Linked DNA regions of Mus musculus: regions 2, 3 and 4 are each linked to region 1. Evidence: chromatin contacts called from public promoter capture Hi-C data. All regions are on one chromosome and are shown on one strand. The core of a region is the stretch at or near the end of the contact, and the rest is flanking DNA. Distances in the headings are between cores, read along the strand shown. Region 1 holds the start of A330069E16Rik (RIKEN cDNA A330069E16 gene). Region 2 holds the start of Psmc3 (proteasome (prosome, macropain) 26S subunit, ATPase 3). Region 3 holds the start of Slc39a13 (solute carrier family 39 (metal ion transporter), member 13). Region 4 holds the start of Spi1 (spleen focus forming virus (SFFV) proviral integration oncogene).

The links. Promoter capture Hi-C pulls out the DNA fragments that hold promoters and counts their contacts. Capture Hi-C pulls out chosen DNA fragments and counts their contacts.
Region 2: a contact with region 1 is called in a promoter capture Hi-C map of adipose tissue. The contact joins the promoter of Psmc3 here to the promoter of A330069E16Rik in region 1. A contact is called at or near these places in 20 of 39 promoter capture datasets (the 3T3-L1 cell line, 3T3-L1-derived adipocytes, the C10 cell line and 13 more), 8 of 484 Hi-C or Micro-C datasets (B cells, the Ba/F3 cell line, CD4 T cells and 3 more), 17 of 115 datasets of contacts at active chromatin or transcription factors (the 230-238 cell line, the SCID.adh cell line, acute myeloid leukemia and 9 more) and 4 of 9 other capture datasets (adipose tissue, liver, macrophages and 1 more).
Region 3: a contact with region 1 is called in a promoter capture Hi-C map of liver, with 4 times the contacts expected there. The contact joins the promoter of Slc39a13 here to the promoter of A330069E16Rik in region 1. A contact is called at or near these places in 20 of 39 promoter capture datasets (the 3T3-L1 cell line, 3T3-L1-derived adipocytes, the C10 cell line and 13 more), 2 of 15 datasets of contacts at CTCF or cohesin (both in embryonic stem cells), 16 of 484 Hi-C or Micro-C datasets (B cells, the Ba/F3 cell line, CD4 T cells and 7 more), 16 of 115 datasets of contacts at active chromatin or transcription factors (the 230-238 cell line, the HPC-7 cell line, the SCID.adh cell line and 10 more) and 4 of 9 other capture datasets (adipose tissue, liver, macrophages and 1 more).
Region 4: a contact with region 1 is called in a promoter capture Hi-C map of liver. The contact joins the promoter of Spi1 here to the promoter of A330069E16Rik in region 1. A contact is called at or near these places in 13 of 39 promoter capture datasets (the 3T3-L1 cell line, the C10 cell line, the HPC-7 cell line and 6 more), 6 of 484 Hi-C or Micro-C datasets (the Ba/F3 cell line, the N1E-115 cell line, bone marrow-derived macrophages and 3 more), 12 of 115 datasets of contacts at active chromatin or transcription factors (the 230-238 cell line, the HPC-7 cell line, bone marrow-derived dendritic cells and 5 more) and 4 of 9 other capture datasets (adipose tissue, liver, macrophages and 1 more).

Annotation. Positions count from the first base shown.
Region 1 is chr2:91,235,841-91,238,465 of GRCm38.p6, forward strand. It overlaps A330069E16Rik (RIKEN cDNA A330069E16 gene), which reads left to right and starts at 1,306. Exons shown (of 2, transcript NR_015464.1): 1 at 1,306-1,561; 2 at 1,882-2,517. Ddb2 (damage specific DNA binding protein 2) reads right to left here and starts at 1,226. Exons shown (of 10, transcript NM_028119.5): 1 at 850-1,226. The coding sequence starts at 976.
Region 2 is chr2:91,052,680-91,055,304 of GRCm38.p6, forward strand. Psmc3 (proteasome (prosome, macropain) 26S subunit, ATPase 3) reads left to right here and starts at 1,337. Exons shown (of 12, transcript NM_008948.2): 1 at 1,337-1,652; 2 at 1,896-1,979; 3 at 2,300-2,425. The coding sequence starts at 1,569. It also overlaps Gm13778.
Region 3 is chr2:91,069,028-91,071,652 of GRCm38.p6, forward strand. It overlaps Slc39a13 (solute carrier family 39 (metal ion transporter), member 13), which reads right to left and starts at 1,288. Exons shown (of 10, transcript NM_026721.3): 1 at 1,128-1,288. Gm39874 (predicted gene, 39874) reads left to right here and starts at 1,324. Exons shown (of 2, transcript NR_166131.1): 1 at 1,324-1,479; 2 at 2,039-2,596.
Region 4 is chr2:91,095,384-91,098,008 of GRCm38.p6, forward strand. Spi1 (spleen focus forming virus (SFFV) proviral integration oncogene) reads left to right here and starts at 1,295. Exons shown (of 5, transcript NM_011355.2): 1 at 1,295-1,610. The coding sequence starts at 1,566.

The DNA of each region.
Region 1 (2,625 bases), core at 56-2,555:
AATGCAGTAAGGTTTAGAAAAGTTCCAAATTGATTAGGTGGCTTCAAGGAAGAGAGGTAAATCAGAGTATAATAAAAATAAGCCGGGAATGGTGGCACACGCCTTTATTCCCAGCACTTGGGAGACAGAGGCAGGCGGATTTCTGAGTTCTGAGGACAGCCAGGGCTACACAGAAAAACCCTGTCTCGAAAAACTAAATAAATAAATAAATAAATAAACAAACAAACAAATAAATAAAACAACTCTGAATTACCAAGCCCTTCTGGTGGACCCAATCTATAAGTCCTTTTTTTCTCTTGACAACTTTCCTTTCTTTTCATGGCTAAAACCACTCTTATCAATTTATCACATTCCTTATAGCCCCAGGTTCAAGTCCTGGTAAACCTCTGAGAATGCGCTTTCTGAAGAAAGGAGGGAGGGAATTTCAGACTCTCAGAGCTAACATAACCGAGAGGCTATGAAAGGGAGGATTACTTTGAAACAGTAGATGTGTAAAACTTCTGGAACAAGGAAAGTGGGGACTGTGGCTTTTACGGTGATGGCACTCATCTGACTCTTTCTGTCACCTGGGGTAGAGGTGGGGGGGCTGTTCAACTTAAAACTCTCTGCTGTCAATGAACTGGCCAATAAAACCAGTCGGCAGCGTGTGGCTCAGTGGCAGCCCACTTGCTGAGAGAACTGGAGGCCTGGGTTCGAACCCTCGATCTCCCAAATAAAATCACAGCCTGAGGCGACAGAAGCCAAGAACTGCTTCAGAAGCCCAGGCACAAGCACCCACCACCCCAGCTTCAGCCTCTGGCGCGAGCACCCTGAACCCCCGGAAAGCTAAGGCAGCAGCACAGGCCGTACCGGGACCCTGCACACGCAGCTTCTTGGCTTCGGGCTCCAGCTCCTGAGGACCTCTGCGACTTTTGCTCCTGAGGAGCACCGCAACGTCGGGGGACTTCTGGGTTTCTGGGCATTTCTTGGGAGCCATGACGTACTCGGTGAAGAGATATCAAGCTCTGTGGCAAAATAACGAAGCAAGGAGTGGAAAAGCCTCCGTGGAGAAAACAGGAAGGGACTACGTATGAGGCAGCGCCGTCGCAGGTAGCGCAGCTAAGACACCTTCGCGCCAAACGCTCCTCCGGGCTGCTTTACTTTTAGCCCCGCCCCGTCCCCTCAGGGCTGTCCCGCCCCTTGGAACTGCCCCGCCCCCTCGGGATTGCCACAGTAGGGGGCTGTCTTGCCCCCGGAACTGCCCCGGACTGCCCCAACCCCTCGGGCACGGCCCGCCCCCGGCCGCTCCTCCTCTTCCGGAGTAACGTGTGCAGCTCACAGGGAGGGTTTTTTATTTTAACTCCCTAGGAGCTGGGCCTTGGCTTGTGCTGGATCTGAAGAAAGCCGATTATTTGAACCTGAGGAGGGAGCGCTGGCCGTAAACCCTGCATGCTGGAGGCGGAGCCAGGCGGCGTTTCAGGCCAGCCTGGTGTACACGTTCCAGCAATCCGGTGACCTACGCAGAGAAACCCTGTCTCGAAGAACAACAAAGAGAGAGAGAGAGAGACAGAGACAGATAAAAGTAGGTAGTTTATGTCTTAAAAAGAGCAAAGATTCAAGTGTGGCTAAATATTTCTCATTTCCCCCATTAATAATAGGTGTCTCTAGGGCTGGAGAGATGGCTCAGTGGTTAAGAGCACTGACTGCTCTTCCAGAGGTCCTGAGTTCAATTCCCAGCAACCACAAGGTGGCTCACAACCATCTGTATTGGGATCTGATGCCCTCTTCTGGTGTTTCTGAAATGACAGTGTATTAAATAAATAAATCTTAAAAAAAAAAAAAAAGTGCCTCTGATTACCCAATCACAGCCTTAGCATTTGATTCTTTCCTCTCGCTTTACAGATGAATGTATTTTACCTCATACTATAGAAAAGAGCTGTATCTATGGTGGCAGGCTCTGTGTAATTCCCAACACTGAGGAGGCTGAGGCATGAAGAGTTTGCCTGGACTACACTGATATCTTGTAAGGATCAGATAAGAGTGAGAAAATCTGGGGCTGGAGCGATGGCTCAGCGGTTAAGAGCACTGACTGCTTTTCCAAAGGTCCTGAGTTCACATCTCAGCAACGACATGGTGGCTCACAACCATCTGTAATGAGATCTGACTCCCTCTTCTGGAGTGTCTGAAGACAGCTACAGTGTAATTATTTATAATAATAAATAAATCTTTAAAAAAGAAAAAGAGTGAGAAAATCTGGCATGCTATTGCACAGCAAGGTGACAGCAGACAATGGGTTTGCTGTATATTTTCTAAAGGTAGAAAGGTTTTGAATGTTTTCACCACAAACGATATCTGAGAAGATGTGCCTAACCCAATTTAAAGAATACAATATGTGTGTGTCAAAAGTAATGTATTCCTTATGAAGATGATACTTACATAAACATATGTAAAATTTATATGTTTTAATGTAGTTTAATTTTATTTTAAATTAAAATGATGCTCTAGAAGAAAATAAAAAGCTGAACCCAGCACCAATAATGGGGATGTCCTAAGATGTGCTTAAATTAAGAATTGTAGCTTAGTGGCTGGAGAGATGGTTTAATGGCTAAGAGAGCTTGCTGCTTTTTCAGAGGACCTGAATTCTGT
Region 2 (2,625 bases), core at 87-2,586, 180 kb before region 1:
GCTTGTTTATAGCTATTTACAACCTGTGTAACTTTGAAAACATCTTTAGACTAAATAAAGCTTATTTCTGTAATTAACTAAACTAGTATCTAACATGACCATAAATGTCATTATTTATGGGTAACTAATTACTAACTTGCCTTTCAGATTATCCTAAACAGTTTGTAATAGCAGCTTTCAGGGACTAGAACTTGGGCTGCAGAGATGGCTCAGTAGGTAAGACTGCTCTTCTGAAAGTCCCAAGCAACCACATGGTGACTCACAACCACCCATAATGAGATCTGACACCCTCTTCTGGTTCATTTGAAGATCGCTACAGTGTACTTATTTATAATAATAAATAAATCTGCCAGTCAGTGGTGGCCTTTAATTTCAGAACTTGAGAGGCAGAGGCAGAGGCAGAGGCAGGTGAATTTCTGAATTCAAGCCAGCCTCGTCTATAGAGTGAGTTCCAGGACAGCCAGGGCTACACAGAGAAACCCTGTCTCGAAAAATCAAAATAAATAAATAAAATTTTTTAAAGGACTAGAACTTTACAGCACATGAGTTGTGTAGATATAATACTTTAAACAAGAGTAGAAACATATATACAGTACATTGTAACAAAAATAACTTCCCTATGTGGACAGTTAGATCTGCATTAATATTAGTAGAAGCAATGGTTTATCTGGGTTTTGTTAGGCTATTTTTGTTTAAGACTCACAGTGTGACCAGAATAGCTAGAAATACACTATGTAGCACAGGGTGGCCTTAATATGCAGCAATCCTTCTGCTTCATCTTTGCAGTGGCTCAGTGTCTGTGATGACAGGCATGTGCCATCAAACCTAGCAGTTTCTTTTCAACCTTTCTCTTTCTTTCTTTCTCTTTCTTTCTCTCTCTCTCTCTCTCTCTCTCTCTCTCTCTCTCTCTCTCTCTCTCTCTCTCTCTCTCTCTCTCTCTCTCTCTCTCTCTCTCTCTCTCTCTCCCTCTCCCCCCCCCCTCTTCCTCCCTCCCTTTTGTTTTTGGTTTTTGAGACAAGAGTTTCTTTGTGTAGCCTTAGCTCTCCTGGACTCACTCTAGACCAGGCTAACCTTAAACTCAGAGATCCGCCTACCTCTGCCTCCAGAGTTCTGGGACTAAAGGCATGCGCCACCACACTGGACATTTTGCAAATCCGTGAATTCCAAGTTTACCTGGGTTCTTAGATTGCACCGGCACCTGTGCAAACTCCTTTTCAGTTATCCGCCAGGCTAAAAACTGCATTTCCCGAAAGACTCCGCGGCTTTCTCCTGCCTCCCGCCTCTTCCGGTTGTGCAGCAAGCCCCGCCCCGCCTGTACGCCGGCCAATAGCAGCCCAGCCCTCGCTCCCGCACAAACCGGAGCAACCGGCGAGCCACGGGGCGGGCCCTGTAGCCTCGGTTTGGTTCGTGGAGTCCCAGCGGCAGATTCGCTCGGAGACGCGGACAGAACCCGTTCTGTCGCGTCAGGAATCGCGGGTGAAGTTCTCCACGGGTGGAGAGAAGACGTTGAGAAAGGCTGCGCTGGGCTCCCTCAGGGGCTCGTGCGCACTCCCAGTTTCGGCCTCTTCATGCAGGAAATGAATCTGCTGCCGACGCCCGAGAGTCCAGTGACTCGGCAGGAGAAGATGGCGACCGTGTGGGATGAAGCTGAGGTGAGTGTTGGGAGACCTGAGGGGCGTCCCAAAGTTTGGGCTATAAGGTTAGACGTTCTTGGAGGCCGGGAAAGGAGGTGGCTGGAAGGCCAGGTCCGGTCTGGACTGGTTGCAGAGCTTCTTGGGTTGTCCCGACTTCATCCTGCTGTTGGGTTAAGGAAGCAGGCGCTGAGGGGGCTGTGGGACCGTGGGATGGCAGCTCTGAGTTACAGTAAATAAGTACTTCTTCTCTTATTTGAACAGCAAGATGGCATTGGGGAGGAGGTGCTCAAGATGTCCACGGAAGAGATTGTCCAGCGCACACGGCTGTTAGACAGCGAGATCAAGGTGGGCTCCTGGCTCCGGTGCAGGCAGCGGAGTTCTCAGATCTCCATTTTACAGATGAGGAACCCGAGGCTCAGAGAGGGATGAATTCACACTCAAACCCATGGAAAATACCTAGCCCTGTCCCACAGCCGCTTTGTCAGGAGGTTTTCCCACTGGCCTCTTGTCCTGACCTCTGCAGTTTGGACATGTACAGGCTGGGCCTTCAGAAAGCCTGAGATCTGGTTGGATGGGTCTCCCGGGTAACCTGGACCTCATCTATTAGAGGGCTGTAATGAATGCAGGCTGAATCAGGGTTGAACATTGGTTTTCTCTTATCCCAGATCATGAAGAGTGAAGTATTGCGAGTCACCCATGAACTCCAAGCCATGAAAGACAAAATCAAAGAGAACAGTGAGAAAATCAAAGTGAACAAAACCCTGCCGTACCTTGTCTCCAATGTCATCGAGGTGTGTGTCTGTGTGTGGGAAGAGGAGGAGGCAGGAGGCTTGGAGACATCTAGGGATGGGGCCCATAGGGTAGAGTGTAAAAAGCAATGTTTAAGTCTGCAAAGACCTTAGAAGTGTCACAGATTTCTGCCATTTTCTTCTTTTGTTCCTTCTTGGGGCAGATGAACTTTGCAAACAGAAGCAGCACCTCAACAAAGGTG
Region 3 (2,625 bases), core at 38-2,537, 170 kb before region 1:
TTCAGCCACCGGAGGAGGGACCATCCCTGTTGGGTGCCTCTAGCTGCCAGGAGAGGCTTGGCTGCCAGAATGTGCCGGTAAAGACACCCCAGGGTCTAAAGCCAGCACTGTTTAGCTTGATGGCGTGGTACAAAGAAACACAGGTGGGGAAACTGAGTCATAGTCCAAACCTCTTCCTCCTAAATGATCTTATTCTTGGGCACCAAGAGACAAGAGGTGGGGCTGAAGAGAAGAGATGCCTCACAGTTGCCAGAGCCAGAGGCTGTGGTAACTAACTTATGGCTAATTAATTTGGTGCTCTAGATTGTTAACTGACTGTAGTCCCTTATGAGCCTGAGCCTCAGTGTCCTCATCAGGGAATGGATGAGGTAACAGAGCTCCCTAACAGCGATGAATATGAGGTGAACTTGACAATGCAGGTAGCTGCTGGCATCGAGGAGGGAATGCAAGTCCTCTGAATGCCAGGGGAGGTCTGAAGCACTCGCAGAAGGAATGTGCTCTGCAGACTGATGGCAGCCGGATGGGGATGTGAGTCAACCAAGCCAGAAGTTCAATCTGGAAAGTTTAAATGTGATCTGCCCCGTCTTCTACTGGCTGTGACCTTGAAACTGCCTCAGTTTCCTCATCTGCCAATGGATGTTAAGAGAGAAATCATCGGTCTCTGATTGGTGGGCTACAAGCCTATGTCTGGAATCTTCAGGCCATAATTAGTGACCCCTGCCCCAGCCCTCCCCGACCCCTCGCGGCCGCCACTGCCAACACCAGCACAAACAAACGAGCAAAGCTTCACTGGGACCAAGGCAGGCCCTCGCCAGGCCAAGACCTTAGCGGGTCATGCAGAGGCAAGGGGGGACCACAGGTTCAGCAGAGAAGTATGGGGTATGGAGAGAAAGGAGAAAGCAAGAGAAAGGAAAGTCAATAAAATGAGCTAGAATGTCTGGTGGAAGGAGAAGACAAGAAGCGGGGCAGCAGGGAGGGCTGAGGGGCAGAGCGTGGGACGTCAGAGGTAAAGAGCCAAAGAGCAGGCAAGTTCAACTCCTAAACTGAGGACGAGTCGCGACAGGTTTGGGAACTGACACGGTCCATCCCGCCCCGGACGCCGGCCTGAGGGTCCAGCGATCACTCACCGCGCAGTGGCAGAGGTGGCAGCGGCAGCAGATGCAGCGCTCCGGGCGGGCCCGGCCATCCAGCTGCAGTGTCGCGCCCCGCCCCGCTCTGCCTCGCCCGGCCCCACCACTAGGCCCCCAGCCCGGAGCCACCCCCGGCGTGCAGCCACGTCACACGGGACAGTCCGGAACCCGACGCGCGCGGCTCCGGGGGGCTAGACGGAGCGACGGCGGGGGAGGCGCTTCCGCCTCATACCATGGGGGACCCGCGCGGTCAGCGCACTTCCGCTCGGGGCGGATTCTGGGGCTGCGGGGAGAGTAGGACGGAAGTGGGTACCCTCGTGGGCATCGCGTTTAGCCAAGTTAAGCTAGGGTGAGGGCGGCACCCACGCGGGAACCGGGATCAACAGGGCGGCGGGGCTTCAGTGTGGCGTCCTTCTGAGGATGCAGTTCCAGCAGTGGCCACACGGGGGCGCGCACGGCTGCCAAACCGCTCCGTCCCGGGACGAGAGCAGGGCTATGGCTCTCTGAGTCAGCAGGCCTGGCTCCTCCATGAGCTAGGGAAAGGGGAAGTGCCTGCCGCAAGGAGGGGCCTGGCTCTGGGTACCTCAGAAGAGGGAATTTTATTCTTACTCATCGAATTATTTTTATGCTTTGGTTTTTCACTTGGAACCTCAGGCCACCGTCTCCAGGACTGTAACCCTTTGAAGTCCAGTACACGTTTCTAGAGCCTGTGCCCTGGAATTTCAAGCCAGGATACAACAAAGGACTTGGTGTTCTCTTACCCTGACAAAGCTGTACCTGAACTCTTAGACCGAAGGAGCAGTTAGTGGCAATAACAATGGCTACAGTTCTCTGATCTAGGGTAGCCCTTTACTGACCATTTACTCAGTAATCAGTGTTAACTTTACCAAATCGTTTTTATCTTTCAGGTGGGTACTGACTGTTGACCTAGGGTCAGACATATGTCACACATATGGCAGAGGCGGAATTCAACTTGGATGTACCTCTCCCTAGGGCGTGCGATGGCCACCTCATGTCTAAGCTGGAGCTAAGGTGTGGATGTGGCCTAACACCCCCCACTCCTTTGCGATCCGATACATGTTTGCATCCTTCTCTGGGAATCAGCCAGTAACTGACATGGAAGACATTCAGCAGAGGCCGAATGAGTGCTCCCCTGGGCTGGCTGTGACAGAGTGAGGGGCTCATTAGTCCTCACCTACCATTGCGGCTCTCTATGGTCCCTTGTTCCTTCTGGGCGCTCCGAGAGCAGACCGAACTCACACATCACAGTTGATGCCCTACCTCACAGTGTGTGTTTGTGTGTGTGGTTGTTGTTGTTGTTGTCGTTTTACTTTGAGATTGGTTCTATGTAGCCCTAACCCCCTGCCTGTTCTGGAACTTTCTATGTAGATGTGGCTGACTTTGAACCTACAGAGATCTGCCTACTTCTACCTCCTCAGTGCTAGAATTAAATACGTGTGCCACCACTCTTGGTTTATTTATTTATATATTTTTG
Region 4 (2,625 bases), core at 45-2,544, 140 kb before region 1:
GGAGGAAAAGAACTATTGCTCTACTCTCTAGACTGGATGTCTGAAGGACAGGAAACCCTTCCACTTTCCCAGAACTCAGCATAGAGCTTGGTTAACATAGGGAAGATGCATGGATGGATGGATGGATGGATGGATGGATATGTAAATAGGTAGACTGATTAATAGTTAAGTGGATGGATGGGTGGATGGATGGTTGGATGGATGGATGGATGGATGGATGGATGGATGGATGGATGGAAAAGTGCATTGAGAATAGATAAGTAGATGAGTAGACTGGGAGATGGATGGATATAGGCAGACTAATGAATTAATGGATATATAGATTAAGTGAATAGATGGATGTGTGGGTGGAAGAATGTATGTGTAGACAAATGATGGATGGATGGACAGATGGATGGATGGATGGATGGATGGACAGGTGGCCAGATTGACAGAAGGTCATATAGTAGATAAAGAAATAAAAATACAAACTGTTAGCAGATGGATGGGCTGATGTACGGACAGACAAGTGGCTAAATGAGCACGTTGCTAACCGCGAGGGTAAGCAGACGAGCTGACTGGCAGCTCAGAAATGAGCAGTTGGTTGAACAGAGATGTGTAGACGGATGGGTGGTGTGATGGGCTGGAGAGATGAGCAGACAATCAGAAAGAGACAAGGATAGGAAAACAGAGGAAAGAAGAAACGTGCGAGGAAGGTTTATAAAGGAGGAAGTCTAGATCGTAACGTTCAAGGGTTGGAGAAACCGGGAGAACTGGGCTGGGAACAATGTCCTTAGGGATCTGACACCAGCTGTGGTACTTAGCTGGGAGGGGAGGGGATCAGAAGCCAATGTCCTTCCCAATTGGAAGGGAAGCCCACTTGAGAAGTCTGGAAAGGAGATAAAATGTGGGAGACCCAGTGTCTACTGTTGGCCCTAATTGGCTTAGGACGATCTAGCAGATATTGCAGGGCCTACAGGAAGAGCCAAGCCTGGCAGCCTTGGGACCAAAGTCCTCCACCTGACAAATTCACCCTCAAAATTAGGGATCCACGCTCTCGCTATTCTGACCCCCCGAAGAGGGGACTCTTGGCCACCAGAGGGGACTGAGAAGAAATCGGTATTATTAGGCTAAAAGAACAGTGGACTACTTCAGCAAGGCCTAGCGACCGGAGCAGCAGAAGCCTTCCATGGTAGTGCTAGCCTTTCTCCCTCCCAGCCCCAGTTTCCTCTGGGCAGGGGCCTGGCCCCCTGTCTTCCCAGGGCTGCCCTTTGAGAACCACCTGCCCCAGCCGGCCAGAGACTTCCTGTAGCGCAAGAGATTTATGCAAACGGGCTGGGGCGGTGATGTCACCCCAAGGGGACTATCTCCCAGTGGCAGGCCCTTCGATAAAATCAGGAACTTGTGCTGGCCCTGCAATGTCAAGGGAGGGGGCTCACCCAGGGCTCCTGTAGCTCAGGGGGCAGGCCTGAGCCCTGCGTCTGACCCACGACCGTCCAGTCCCCCGACGGGGCACCTGGTCCTGAGGGGGATCCGCCTTGATCCCCACCGAAGCAGGGGATCTGACCAACCTGGAGCTCAGCTGGATGTTACAGGCGTGCAAAATGGAAGGGTTTTCCCTCACCGCCCCTGTGAGTACTGGGGCTTCACTACCAGCCCAGCCTGGGGCTTTGGGATGTGTGACCATCTGCCCACTAACCCACCAGCCCACCCGATGCCCTCCGGCTCCCTATCAGTGGGAAGTTGGTGTTTCCTCCCCGGAGCTGCTGGTCTGAGACCCAGCGAGGGGCCATTGGCTTCCTTAGAGCATGCCCTGGCGGGCTGAGGGTTGCCGGCTGGCCCCATGGTGGGGCTGTGATCGGTGGGGCCTGAACAGCTATTTATAGATGGGTTCAGTGGCAGGCCGAACTCTAGGGCAGGGTTCTGGGTTGAAGATGGCGAGGGCGGCTCCTGAGAGGCCATGGATGAGGAGATCTGGAGACTGGCCTAGGAGTCTCTGGAGGCAACAGGAGAGGTTTCAACTCAAGACCTGTGGGCTCCTGAGGCAAAGGCTATTAGAACTCGAAGTCACCCGTGGGTCCCCAACATTCAGTTTGTGGCCTGGCTGTTGATCCAAGTGTTTGGGCTTTGGGCCTACATGGATCTGAGAGTCTTGGGCAGTGACCAAGACTGGCTTCTTAGGGCCAGGCCGGGCAAGAGAAGAACAGAGCAGAAACCCTGCAGTTAGATTGTGGCTAGAACTTAGCTCAATGAGAAATCGGGTGAAGAATGGACTGGGGCCAGAATGGGACGGAGATTGGGACTGGAGTGAGAAGATCTGGCTAGAGTTAAGGTGGGGCAGGGACAGGGACACTAGCAGGTGGGAGGATCCCACCTGTTCCTCCTGTTTTCAGTGACAGTCACAGCTTTGGGCGAATGGCAGCCCAGAATCCCTTAGAGAGGACCCTCTTGCTTTCTCCTACCCTTGGAGGTGTTGGGGCAGTGAGGAAAAGCTGAGCAGGGCCTGCCCACCTGACTCAGCGTTCCTGAACTAGAGACAGATCTCTTCTCTATCCCTTCCAGCCCTCCGTAGCACCTCAGGCCTGACATCGTAGTCAGTGTCCTGCAACAGGGGCAGGCCTAGTGTGCTGCCTGGAAACCCAGGGA